Linked DNA regions of Anas platyrhynchos: region 2 is linked to region 1. Evidence: chromatin contacts called from public Hi-C data. All regions are on one chromosome and are shown on one strand. The core of a region is the stretch at or near the end of the contact, and the rest is flanking DNA. Distances in the headings are between cores, read along the strand shown. Region 1 overlaps CARMIL1 (capping protein regulator and myosin 1 linker 1). Region 2 overlaps PARD6G (par-6 family cell polarity regulator gamma).

Region 1 (6,360 bases), core at 2,036-4,535:
AACAGTAGATTTATGCTGTTTTAGAAATAAAGATACATTTAACCAGTTTGTAGTACTCCAGATTTAGGAGATATATTTGTTTAGAAGATATATGTGTATTTATCTAGTTTTATATAGGGGGAAAAATCTGGCTTACACAATTGCTTTGTGCCTGGTTGTTTATTTGCAAGTGCATGCATCTAGAAGTTCTGTCATTAATGTATGCTTGGGTTTATACATTAATGCATACATCAATACTTCCAGAAATAAATGAGAAAGCTAGGGCAAATTCTGGACAGCTTGGAGTGACCCCTTCTGTGCTGTATGAGATGTCCATTAAGGAAAATGGTAGGTGTGAGCTGGTAGACAGCAGTGGCAGGAAAAGCAAGTGTTTTAAAGTCAGTGTGTTGCAAATATTTGTAGTGACATGTGAAGCCATGTGTGACATACTCTGTGTAGTGGTAAAATCGTGGTAGCTTTGAAAAATGGATACACCAGGTTAAGTTCAGGGGACTGGCAGGCTGGGGTATCCTCCTGTGCTTCCCTTGGGCTCCTGCCAGCTGCTCATTTCAGATGTCCCTGTGAACTTGCACATCCCACGTGCATGGCTCGGGGATCTTTTGACAGCCCCCATTAGCTGTCTCCATTTGCTCCACCGGTGGCTCTTCCCAGTTGGGGTGCTTGTATGCAGAAAGGCTCTGCTCTGCGCTCAGCTTTCCCCTCAAGTGTGAGTGCTCTGCCTGCAAGATGCAGTTTGTAATTTAGACGCGCCAGCTAATGACTGAGCCCAGGGCAACACATAGATCATACAAAAGGTTGGCTTTGCCCAGGAGAAGTCATTCGGTGCTATTTAAAAGAGAAGGGGGAGGGGAGTGGCGGAGAGATTGAAATGTCCATGTCTTTTATCAGGAGACCGTCAACTAAAAGTTCAGACGGCAGCGAGCCCAGTGAAGCAGGTGATGAGAAGAAGAAAAGGGACTCAAGGAAGAGTGGCTTCCTTAACTTAATCAAATCAAGGGGCTCCAAATCTGAACGTCCACAGACTGTGGTGGTGGCTGAGGAGCCCTCCTCACCCAAGGTTGCTGCGAAAAGCCCAGCTGTGGATACAAATAAGAAGGAGCCAAAACCTGCAGAGCAGAACGGTGGTACGGAGCGATCCGAGGAATTAAAGACGCCAGACTCGCTGGAGGAGGCACAGCCGGATGATGCTGCAAAGGCTGAGAGGGGTGACAGCAAAGGAAGCCCTCAAGGAGGCCGGAGGTATGGCGTGCAGGTGATGGGCAGTGGACTTCTCGCAGAAATGAAAGCCAAGCAGGAGAAGAGAGCAGCCTCTGCTCAGAAGGTGAAGGCAGTTTGATTTCTCTTGAGTTGTTGTAAAAAATGGACGAGAGCTAGGTGTCTCCAGGGGAGGGGCTGCAGGGGCTGGTGGCTGGGGCTTGTCACATCAACCCTGCTTTCCACCAGGGGTTACAGAGCTCTTGAAGGAGGACTGTTCAGTGCTGGCTGGGGTGGTTGAACATGAATGGACCAGGCAGCACACAGGAGAAGACATGCCCTTAAGCCTGCACTTTTTCTCCTTGTGCAGAGGAGGCAAAGCCAGCTCTTGCACTTGATGTCAGGCCACCACAAGCACAGTAGAGGACACGTAACTGTTTGCACATATTACAGAGTAATTTGGGAGCAACTAGTGAGCACAGTTTGGATGTCTGCACTCTATATGATGTGTGGTTTGCTCAAATGTAATGGAAGCATGCTTAGCATAAAGCCAGAAACAAGTGTTTACTGTGGTGCCCTGCACACTGTACCCTCAGGTGTTTGGCAGAGTTAACTACACACTTCTCTTTTGGAAGGTGATGTAGCAAGTTGGAGAGATGTGTCATATTTTAAATTACATATCCCATGCGGTGAAGTAAATCTGGTTTCCAGACACTGTTTATAGCTATTCAGCTCATGGTTTTTTTTTTGTTACATTTCTTAATTTTATGTCCTTTTGTACCACACCTAATTATTCTTATACCTTGGTTTTCTGTGTTTCAAGTACTAACACTCAAAACAATAACACATTTAAAAAAATACACGACCTATTCTCCACAATCTTCATGTTATCCTCATGTTGTAATATCCTCGTGTAACTCCAAAGCTTTTTGTGCCAAAATATTTTGCCTGATGCCCATTTCCCATTGACCTTACCACTGTCAGACCCTGTTTCCTCCCAGCTGCAGTTCTCATGTCCTAAAGTTACCAAAGGATCAGTGATTTCCTCCTTCTCTCTTCCTCTCTGGCATGCTGTCCATTCCTCACCATTTACCCTCAACAATTTGGAAGACGTCACTTCATGGCAAAACTCATCTGCAAGCTTTGCCATGTTTTCCTTTAAAATTCTGCACAGTTACCTAACTGGATCTGAGCAAGACACTCAAATGTTATTTTTACATCTCTTCTCACTCTTAGAGTACTTGCTGTCATGTCTGAACTATTGCTGCAAACCCTGAGGTCTTAATAAGAAGACCTCAGCATATGGCTAATAAGCTATGTGCTCGTTAAAGTGATCCTCTGCACAAAAACGATTTTTCTAAGGAAATGACCTATTCCCACCTTTCTGATTGGTGCCAAGTAGTGCCCATGAATAGTCTCATTGATTTCTAAGACACCAAGTTTTCAAGTAAAATGCTAGATGATTGTAAATAAGACTGTTACAGTCTGCATAAAACACTGGCTTACACCAGATAATATATATATATATATTTATATAATTGCATAAATGGTTTACTTGGTGCTCTTCAATTTCTTAACACTTGTCCTCTAAATTTAGTCCCATCTGGGGTGATGTGTTTGAGGTAGACTGTTAGCAGGCATACTTTTTTTTTTTTTTTTGAAAGTGGAGAGAGTAAAAGTCTGCTTCCATTGATTAGCTTTCACAGCATTGATTGAAAACCTGAATTTCAGCTATCCAAAAGGAAGACTGTTACCTTTTCCCAGTATTATGTTTTTCACCCTTTGAGGTTTTATTTATTTTTATTCTGTTTTGCAAAAGTTGATATTTATAAAAATGCAAAAGTAGGTCATTTGGGGTTGTGTTTGTTTTTTTTTTTAATTTATTTTGTTTTTAATAATAACAAGAAAGCTGAATTGAAATAGGAATCTCTACATGGCAGGGTAGTGACTAGCTATTTCTTAATGTTGCCCCCACCACAGAAAATTGAACTGCTGTTCAAAAGAATTTTTCACGTACTTCATCCTAGATTGCAACAGCAGCCGGTTTAGTTTTGCACTTCCATTTATGACATTCCTGAAGCTGCAAATCATACAGTATCCTGATGGTTGAGCTGCAGAAGAAAGCATCCCACTACTGTGAAATTGCTTAGGATGGATATGACACCAACTTCCCTAATATCTTCAAATTTATCAGAATTCTAGAGTCACAGAAAATTGTATTTTCCTTTAAGGTACAGATGGCTGCTTATATTCTGAGTACTTTTACGTGAAAACAAAGCCAGAAGGAATTTACTATTCCATTCATACCCTCCTGCAATCTTGTTACAGATACAAGTGATGAGCAGGTGCACAGTAGATGGAAAGATGGTAAATGCTTTTTTGTTTTCTTTTGCTTAGAATACAACGTGAGAATTGGCATTAATGGTGGAGATAAATATGTGCAATTAGTGTAACTGCTAGGCATGCCTAAAAAGATCTTTTAGCCCCATCTAGTGTTTACAGGCTGCATTTTTAAATACCTTGAGCAAGACCTAGGAGCAGACAAGCTCATTTGTAACCTGCTTATTCACTTGCTGTTGCACCCAACAGAAGTATTTCCCAATCCTGCACATATAAAAAGTTCCATATAAAAGTAGAGCCTGGTCACTATTTATCTGCATGATAAATTTCCCTGCATTTATCTGACATGACTGAGAGCTTCTCAGGGTATATTTTTGCAGTCAGTGCTTAGTGTTGTCTCAGGACTGTAAGCAGTTTGTAATGTGTGTACACTAGTTAGCCAAACATGCTGACATTGCATTTTTAAAGTACTGCATTAAATGCCAGCACTGGCTTTTGTGTTTGTCTCTGTATGTGGTAGTATTTCCCCAGCAATCCCAAAACTAGAGAGGGAAGTTATAGAAAAAATAGTTTTCATATTGTCCTAAAGCTCTCTTAAAGTCACTTACTGTAGCTAAACCTTTAGCATATATCTTCAATATGTACCTAGAAAAATCATTTTGGTGAAAGTTCATGAGAATTCATATTCCATGAAAAAATTGTTAGTAATTCAGTTGTCAAAGAGTTCGTTTGCTAAGGTATGGGAAAAAGATCCAGTAAATGGAGAGTGGCATTCCCTTCAAAAATATGTAGCCAAGATTGTCTTACAAAGAAATACCTAATTTTAGGAGGTAGAGAGGTGAGAATTGAGCCAAAATGCCATTGACAGACAAGAAATGGGAATAAAAATAAACCTGGAGCTCTCACCTAGTGGTACAAAGCATAACATTCCTGCTAGATTTGGATGGGACTTTGTTTTGTTGATACAGGCAATGTAGCTTACAACTCTAGCTCTTCAAGTCATCGTGTTTCTAGAGTGCTTCTGATGGGAAAACAATTTGTTTTGCTTACATGTGGTTTTTAACATACAGATGACTTCATACTTAAAACCTGTAGTACAATCCCTTAGACTGGATTGCTGCATGGTGTCAAGGTAATTTTACAGGACAGGAAGTTTTATTTTGATTCTAATTGCATCCTCCTTAATGCAGTGTGCCATTTAAGCATGCACCTATCCTTAGAGGAGAGATAGGAAGACAGACACATCCTATACAGGAATTGCAGGCATTCAGCACCTCCATCCTTTTCTTTGTTGCATTAAAGAGTCGCTTTGTTTTAGGAGCTGTGTGATTATATATGAGCAAAATGGAGGTATCCATAAATCTGTAAGGCCAACCATGCTGTTTTCTCTATCACCCCCCAAAATCTGCTTCTCCTAAATTTGCTGAATTACCACCACAGGGGAAAGACACATGGACAGCATATTTAGACATCACTCCTTTATGTTTATACTTACAATACTATTTCAGTCTAAATCTGTGCTCCTGCTACTGTGACTGTTCTCTTCCTTCCTGCCTTTCTGTTGTCCAATTTTTACCTACAAATAGGATACCTTTGGGTCGTAAGCTCCAAAGGACAAGAACTCTCCCTTTTTTTAGAGGTGGTGAAAATCCAGCAGCCTTTGTGATGTGTCACTTTAAACACTTTTTAATAATAAGATCTATTTGTTTTTAAAACAATCCTGTAAATACATGAGTGCTGCTACTTCTGGAGTTGTAAGCTTATCTAAAATACAAAGTTATTTTTGTACGTGGAAGAGCATAAGGTCCATCCATAGCAGTCTTACATTCAAAATGCAGATCTTTGGAAAAAATACTTTTCCTTTTAAATCTAAATGAAAAATGTTTAAATATGAAGCTGTCTTTGGAGAAAAGACTTTATTAGTTTCAATTCCTGTACATTAGTAGACCTGTCACTTAGGAGGCAATGTGTCACTGCAGTTTTGCTAGGCATCAATGCTAGTGATCAATTCAGTGTAATTTATTTTCCACTTGGATTTCCAGGACATGGAGAATAAACAAGGAAGTGCATTCAGCGTCAGTACTTGCACAGTGTTTTTTTTTGCCTTAGGGTTTCCAAATCAGTGCTTTTTTTCTAACAGAACCACCAAGTTGTATTAATCATAGATCTATTATTAACATGAGACCTTTTATCATTCTTTCAGAAACTTGGAAATGACACAGCTTCCAGGGAGTCTTCTGACACAGCGATGAGCTCAGAACGGTTGGATGGAAGCGGTACAGGTACAGTCTGGGTTTCCTGGTATAAACTCTTTCTGGAAAAAAAAAAACAAAAGTTCAAAATCACTCCTTCCTCCTCGAATTATGTACCTAACAATTGCTTAAGCAAAACACGAACTTACGCTAAGTGAACAAGATTAAAAACAAGCTTGCTTTTGTACTGTGTTTGACAGTGCTGCTTGTCAAGTCAGCTCGAGAGCTGTGTTGATGGCTGGTTGTTTTACTCCTGTGCTTCATGCTGCAAAGGAGGGAAAGGAGTCGGTGTATGTGCCTCAGGCTCCTTCTAATGGGTCGTGATTTGTAACAGAATTGGCAAAGCTAGAGCTGAACCCAGGAGCCAGCAAAAATATCTGCACACAAAGTGAAACTCCTGAATACATCTGAAGACCTCAGTACAACCAGTTTGCAAGGTTAATAGTAGTCAGTGTGGGTACCAGCTTGAGTAGTCCCAGCTTCTGGTTATCAGAAAACACATCTCACAGGCAATGGAGGTTGGCTTTTCCCAGGCTTTAAATGGCTTGAGCAAAATCAGGGCTGTCTGCAAAGC
Region 2 (6,003 bases), core at 2,723-5,222, 120 kb after region 1:
TTTGGGCCAGCCCTGTTCGTGTTCAGACACCTCTCGACATGTCTGTCAGGTGTGCTGTCTTTCCTCTCCCTCCCTCCCTCCTGTTTTTCTTGATAGCTGCATGAGATCATCCTTCACCAACACCACCCCCTTAGCCCTCCTCCCAGCACCTAACATTACAGTGCAGACTTTTAGTTTTTTTTTTTCTCTGTGGTCCCAGCTCTTGCTCCCTGCACAGACCTCTGCTGGCCCAGTTTCATCCCCCTGCTGCCTTGAGTAGTGTTTCTGTAGCAGTACCAAAGAGGGGCGATGTGTTTCCTGCACTTTTAAGCTGTTCTTTGCAGGCCTGCAGATGTGATGAAAACAGCAGCACCACAGAGCCCTGAGGTACTTTCCCTAAAGGTGAGAAGGACGGTGGCTTGAAGAGTTTGGGCCATCCTGGTTTCCTCAAGAACCCATTTTCACAAAGTGGGTGAGCTTGAAGTAAGCGTTGCCTGGAAGTGGATGTCCCTAGTGTTTAAGAAGCTGATGGAGAGAGAAAGGAGGAAGGATTGCGAAATGCAGTGAGGTTAATTACATGGTGAAGTGCCATCGTCAAACTGCGGCCTAGTGGAATCGCAGTGTGAATCCCAGTGCTGTAGCTCAGACCTGGCTTCATGAAAGTCCCCCCACTCCCTTAAGCGTGCTGAGGGACAGATTAGGAGGAAGATCTCAAGGCTAGACCCTGACATTGAAGGCTTGACTGCAAACAAAAGCCAGGACCCACTGTCTCCAGAGAAAACAGATAAATCCAATAGCTTGTCCAGGTGAGCCGTGGTACTGTCCCCTCTCCAGGCCCCTCTGCTCCTGTCAGTTCTCTGCAGATGGGGCCGGGGGTGCTCTGCCACGCTTAGAGCAGGATCTGTGCTGTTGCCTGTGTGTGGATCCTTCAGATGACATCTGCAAGGGCTAAACCCACAGGCCTTAACCCTTTACCCTTAGACTTGAGGGCTGTGAGCAGCCGTGGAGGCAGCAGCCAACCTTTTGAAGCAGGCTGCTGTTCGGTACCATGAGGAGCTGAGCACGTCACGCAGCCAGCGGTTTGACTTTTAAAGCTTTTTTTGTCCTATGCAGATGCATTCACGTGGAGTTCACCGTCCCTCTGATGTTAGCCACATGGCCTGGCTTCAAGACTTACTCCGCTGAGCTTTTCATTATCTGTGCCCCGACGTGTGTGTGTACGTGAATGTTTCTTTTCCCAGGAGGAGCTTGATGAGGGCAGAGCTGCTTCGCTGTCCTTTTGATCTTGGGCTCCTTTGGGATTGAAAGAGAAGCTTAAAAGGTTTATTCTGAAGCCAGGGAAGGTGGACAGCCGCTTGCTAGCTCGCTATCATTGGGATTTTTGTTAACGATCCTTCAAGTGTTTCTCCTCGAGTCCCTTATCTCCAAAGCAGAAGTTGTGACTCGATTTCCTGCGTGCTTTCCTCCGTCGGTCCTTTAGATGTGGTGCCCGTATTGTCAGGTGATAGCACCCGTGAGGTGGCTGATTGCTCTGAAGGCCTACAGAACATTAATAGCTGATGTAGAGTTGATTCAGAATTGTGCCCGTGGAGCAGGCGAGGCCCAGGCTGTTGAGTTAGGACCACCTTTACCCCTAAGGACCAATCTTTTCAGCCTGTCCTATAACGTGTTGGTCATGAGTTCATCACTTGCTGCTATAAACGTGACTCTCTGACTATCCAAGCACATATCCTGCATGAAATAATCCTGTCTTCCCAGGCTATTTCTGTGATTTTTATTTTTATTTTAACTTTGTACTCACAGAAACTTCTTAGGAAGGGAGCAGGAGGACAGCGAGCTTGGGGGGGTTGATAATTTCATTAGTAATTTTGAGAGAGGTCTGACTGAGTTGGCTTGGCCTGGAAACTTCTCCGTATTTAGCTCGGAGAACTGAAAAGTGCTTGTTAATGCGTTTGGTATCCTGTAGTTAAAGACAGGTTAGGATGAAAATAATGTTGTTACTATTGGTCCGTGGCACTGCTGGTAGCCTTGCTGTTGTTGCACTAACCGGATGAATCCCAAACCTCTAAGCTACCACAGGGAGAGGCAAAAAGCCATAGTCAGTGACCTACAGGAACTAGCAGTGACTTCCAATTGCTCAGAGGCTCCCGAGGAAGATTTTACTTGGCCACAGAAACCACTAGCCTCGCTGGAGAAAGATACAGCAGTGGGTCTGGATTGCTGTAGCAAGGCTGAGATCAAGCTGGGGTCACGCAGTGGCACGGCTCGCTGCAGCCCTGAGCACAGTGTCAGGGCCTGCCTGATTTGGCCACAAAAAACCGACCAGAAGTCTACCCAAATTCACGCTTGGGTAGAGCAGGTAAGTCTCAGGTGTGTTTCCCATACTGCTTTTTCTACCCTTGGTGGGAAGAGCATCAAAGACTTCATACCGACAGTTTTTGTGGTCGAGGTGAAATGTAAAGCTGAGGTGGGCTTTCCCTTCAGCTGCCTCTTCGCAAGCAAGACCAACAATAAAGTTCGGTCAAGGCAAAGTTGCTTTCTGAATTAAGTCCAGATTACATTTTTTTTGTTGTTGGTTTTTGTTTTTAATTCCCTAGGCCCTTTTGGCCTAGATTTGGAAAGTGTGAAATGTTTGATACCGCGTGGCTGTCTCCTAGACCACAGTGGGCTGAAATAAATGAAAAGGCGTGATCCCATCCTCTCTTGGGGGGTAACACACATTGGTTCAGTTTAGGGTAGAAAATCTTGTGTATTAGAGACTGAAATTTAAGTACTTGTTTATTTATTTATTTATTTATTTATTGGAAAAGGGAATGAGGGACTCTGTTCTGCCACTTTTCTGTGGGGAGGAAGGCTTTTAAAAAGGTGTTTTATCCCGAATCTGGTTATGGGTCCAAACCTTTGAAAGCTGCGAGCTCCATCTTTTTGTATACAGATACATATACATACATGTACATGTACACCAGTCCTCTGCAGGTATCCCCCAAGCTTAAATCTCTTGAATTTGAAGACAGAGTGGACCAAAAAAAGTGGACACAAGAGGATGTCTGTGGAAAGAGACTAGAACAGAAAGGGCAGCTGTATTAGCAGGGTGAGTCAGGTCAGTAGCTGGCAAAATATTTGGTACCCCAGGTGGTTCACCTACCTGTGGCCCCATTTTTGATTGGTGTTTATTATTTTTTCCTTCAACTTCTCTGTGTTGTGTGGAGCAGCTGCTGAAGGGCTGCTTGCATTAGTGTGATCAGCAGCGCTCGGGATGCTCCAGGCTGATAAGCAAGCTCCTCTTGGACAACGCAGTCGCTTGTCAGGATGAAAGAGACGTTGAGCAACGGCTTCCTGCCTGTGCCATTCCTCTCGCATTAGTTGCTGCTCAGCTTCTGCAATGGCTCTTAATCAACAAACTCCAGGTTAGCCTTCTAGATAAACACGAGCTAATGACTCAAAAACCGGTGGGGTACTTCAGGTGTTAGCTTGTAATTGGAAGTCCCCTCCCAAGTAAGTTTTCAAGTCGAAGGGTAAACAGGAATTCCTCCATTTTCTCCACCCTGCTGACAGCATGACTTCCTCGGATGGAAATTATCTAAGGGGTGCAATCCGGATCTTTTTTTATTTTTTATTTTTTGCATCAGAGGTGTTGACAGGTTATAACAAAGCCTGTAAATGTTAGAGCTGGAATCTGTTGACTGTGTTGCTGCCACAGAGCACATGGGACAGAGCAACAGTTTTTACGGCCCATTGGAGATGCAAAGAGTGAAAATATTGGTGGAGGAGGGAAAAAGCCTGATACAGTTGTTTTATTTTACATCTATTTAAATGCTTTTTGGGGAGATGGTCCCCTGAATCCATTTGTTTCCATTCTAACAGGAGTGATTTCTTCAAATGGGCACAGTGAGAGCGCTGTTGTACAAGGGCAGGCTTTTTTTTGAAGAGTCTGCAAATAATTGTGGTTGGTGATATGTGTGTGCTGACAGCTGGAATATCTGCACGAGCAATTAGCAGGATCTGCAACAACTGCAAATGCCAGCTCGGGACACTATCTAAGCGCTGCCCTGCGCGCTGAAATGCTGGAAGTGGGAATTTTAAAGCTAATTTAAGAAAGCTGTTTCCTCCTGGGAACAAAACAGGTTTCATAATGATGACTCGCGTTTGCAAAGACACATTTTCTGTCTACTGAGAAAATAAGGTCATTTACAAATGACCTATGATGCATGCAGCAGAGACCTAGTGTTTTATTAAAAGAAAGTGAGACCCTGGCAAGGCTTTTATTTTGTGTTTTTTTGGGGTTAGGGTGTTAAAAACGTAAGCCACCTTTGTTTCTGCCTGCTAACCAGTATCAGCAGATAAGGCACGGACTGTACACTGTGAAGGAGAAAACACGAGGATTGAAGTGCCTTAGTCAAGCTGTTCTACCTTATTTTAATGCCTTCTTAGGGCATCTATAAATCCCAGAAGAGAAAGGGAGGACTGCGTGCTGATGGTTATCTTCCTCTGTTTGAGGCCTTAAGGAAAGCAACCTGGAGACTTGCAAGAAGAGAATTAAACAGGCTAGGAAGGATGCTTACAGAGTTTTAAAGTGCCAGGGTACGTCTCCTGCTTTCTGAATCCATGTGGTAGAAGGGGTTTGTGTCCTCATTTTTTGCACGTCGGCTGTTTAAAGGCATGCAGTCGTTGCATGTGATCCTCATGCAAATATCCAGCTTTCACCATTTCTAAAGCATTTTTGGTAACAAAGGCAGTTTGCATACTCTGGAGAGAAGAAATCCTCTGGGGATAATAGATCTGTTGGAAGTAGGAAGAGGGAAACCAGCTTGAGGACCCTGCTGAGTGACTAGACTTCCTCTCAAGTGGCTGCTCGGTGGTGTTCCCAGCCTGCTAGCCAGCCTTTTGGCTGACACTTGGCCTAACTCCCCCGTGCGTGCCAGAAGTCTGGTTCAGGGCCCTCCCCTTCATGTCTGCTTCAAAGGTGCAGTTAATGCGGCTCCATTAGCCATTCTGGAAAGGAAACTTTGAGCTCAAAACGTAAGGTGCGTTAGGGTTTTTCTTTGAAGTGATGTAAGGAAGACTTCCCTAAGCGTCAGCACTTCTCACCGAGCTCAAAAGAAGCTCGGTGCTGATCCTGAGGTGGTGTTTTTCTCCAGCAGCTGGGACAGCTGTTGGAAAAGCCTGGTTTTCAGGTGCACTTACGTGTAAACGACTTCTGAATTGAGGGTTTTACGGCCTCTGAACTGGAGGCTTGCTGCTGGCCATGCTTAACTCAAAGTGCTGAGACACCGACTTGTTAGAGCTGGTAAACAGAGCTGCTGCCTCACCGGCTGGTGACATTATTTCCTTCTGGATATTCCCTGCTGCCTTGCGAGCCACTGCCAAGGTATATAGAGTGACTCACTTCTTGTAGTGCTTCCAAGGTGGAATTTCTTCAGTCTGAGCTCGGGGCTGACAATGGTGGTGTTTTTTTGCCTACTTGCTAGGTTAGGCAAGGCTTCGTCGGGGCGAGCCCAGAGGTGACACATCCCGCACCCAGCAACCCAGCAGCTGCCTCTCGTCGATGGAGCAGATCTCACTGGTGAAGCTCGCTCAGAGGGCTCAGGTTCTGGGGAGGATTTCATGCTGCGCTCCCGCAGAAAGCCCCCTTTGTGCAGGAGCTCAGGCTGACGCTGCACAAGGCGGCGAGGCTCCCACGCAGGCAGCATCCTCCCCTGTACACCACCACAGCCAGAGCGCTGGGAGCGAGTGCCTGCCGTTATTACAGGGCCAGGAGGCTCCTCCTCGCTCCCCCTGGGCTGCGCAGCACCAGAGGGAGGCTTTGTAATTAACGCAACCATCTGAAGCCGGAGAAAGAGCAGAGCTCAGCTAAAACGGCCTCCCCGGTTGTTTGGGCAAGCGGCTGATGTGAAATCTGGCCCGGGAGCTTTGCGTTGGCCTTTGGCTGATCTGACACGAGAGCAAACAGGTCGGTGGTGCTTTCCCAGGGGAGACACGTTACGAGCAAAGCTCTTGCTGCCACGGGCTGGCTTTCTGATAGCC

The links. A called contact is a pair of places that touch in the nucleus more often than the background predicts.
Region 2: a Hi-C map of liver shows a contact between it and region 1, with 3 times the contacts expected there. The contact joins two enhancer-like sites. A contact is called at or near these places in 5 of 8 Hi-C or Micro-C datasets (F1 follicle, liver, skeletal muscle and 1 more).

The regions. Positions count from the first base shown.
Region 1 is chr2:62,835,821-62,842,180 of IASCAAS_PekinDuck_T2T, forward strand. It overlaps CARMIL1 (capping protein regulator and myosin 1 linker 1), which reads left to right. Exons shown (of 38, transcript XM_072034847.1): 34 at 889-1,321; 35 at 5,738-5,816. Among named protein-coding and RNA genes, the nearest start is that of SCGN, 18 kb to the right of the region's middle. Within about 2 kb of position 3,286, at least 1 of the 8 cell types and tissues checked has an H3K27ac peak or open chromatin away from gene starts, as enhancers often do.
Region 2 is chr2:62,955,094-62,961,096 of IASCAAS_PekinDuck_T2T, forward strand. All of the region lies in intron 3 of PARD6G (par-6 family cell polarity regulator gamma), which reads left to right. Among named protein-coding and RNA genes, the nearest start is that of BLOC1S4, 16 kb to the right of the region's middle. Within about 2 kb of position 3,973, at least 2 of the 8 cell types and tissues checked have an H3K27ac peak or open chromatin away from gene starts, as enhancers often do.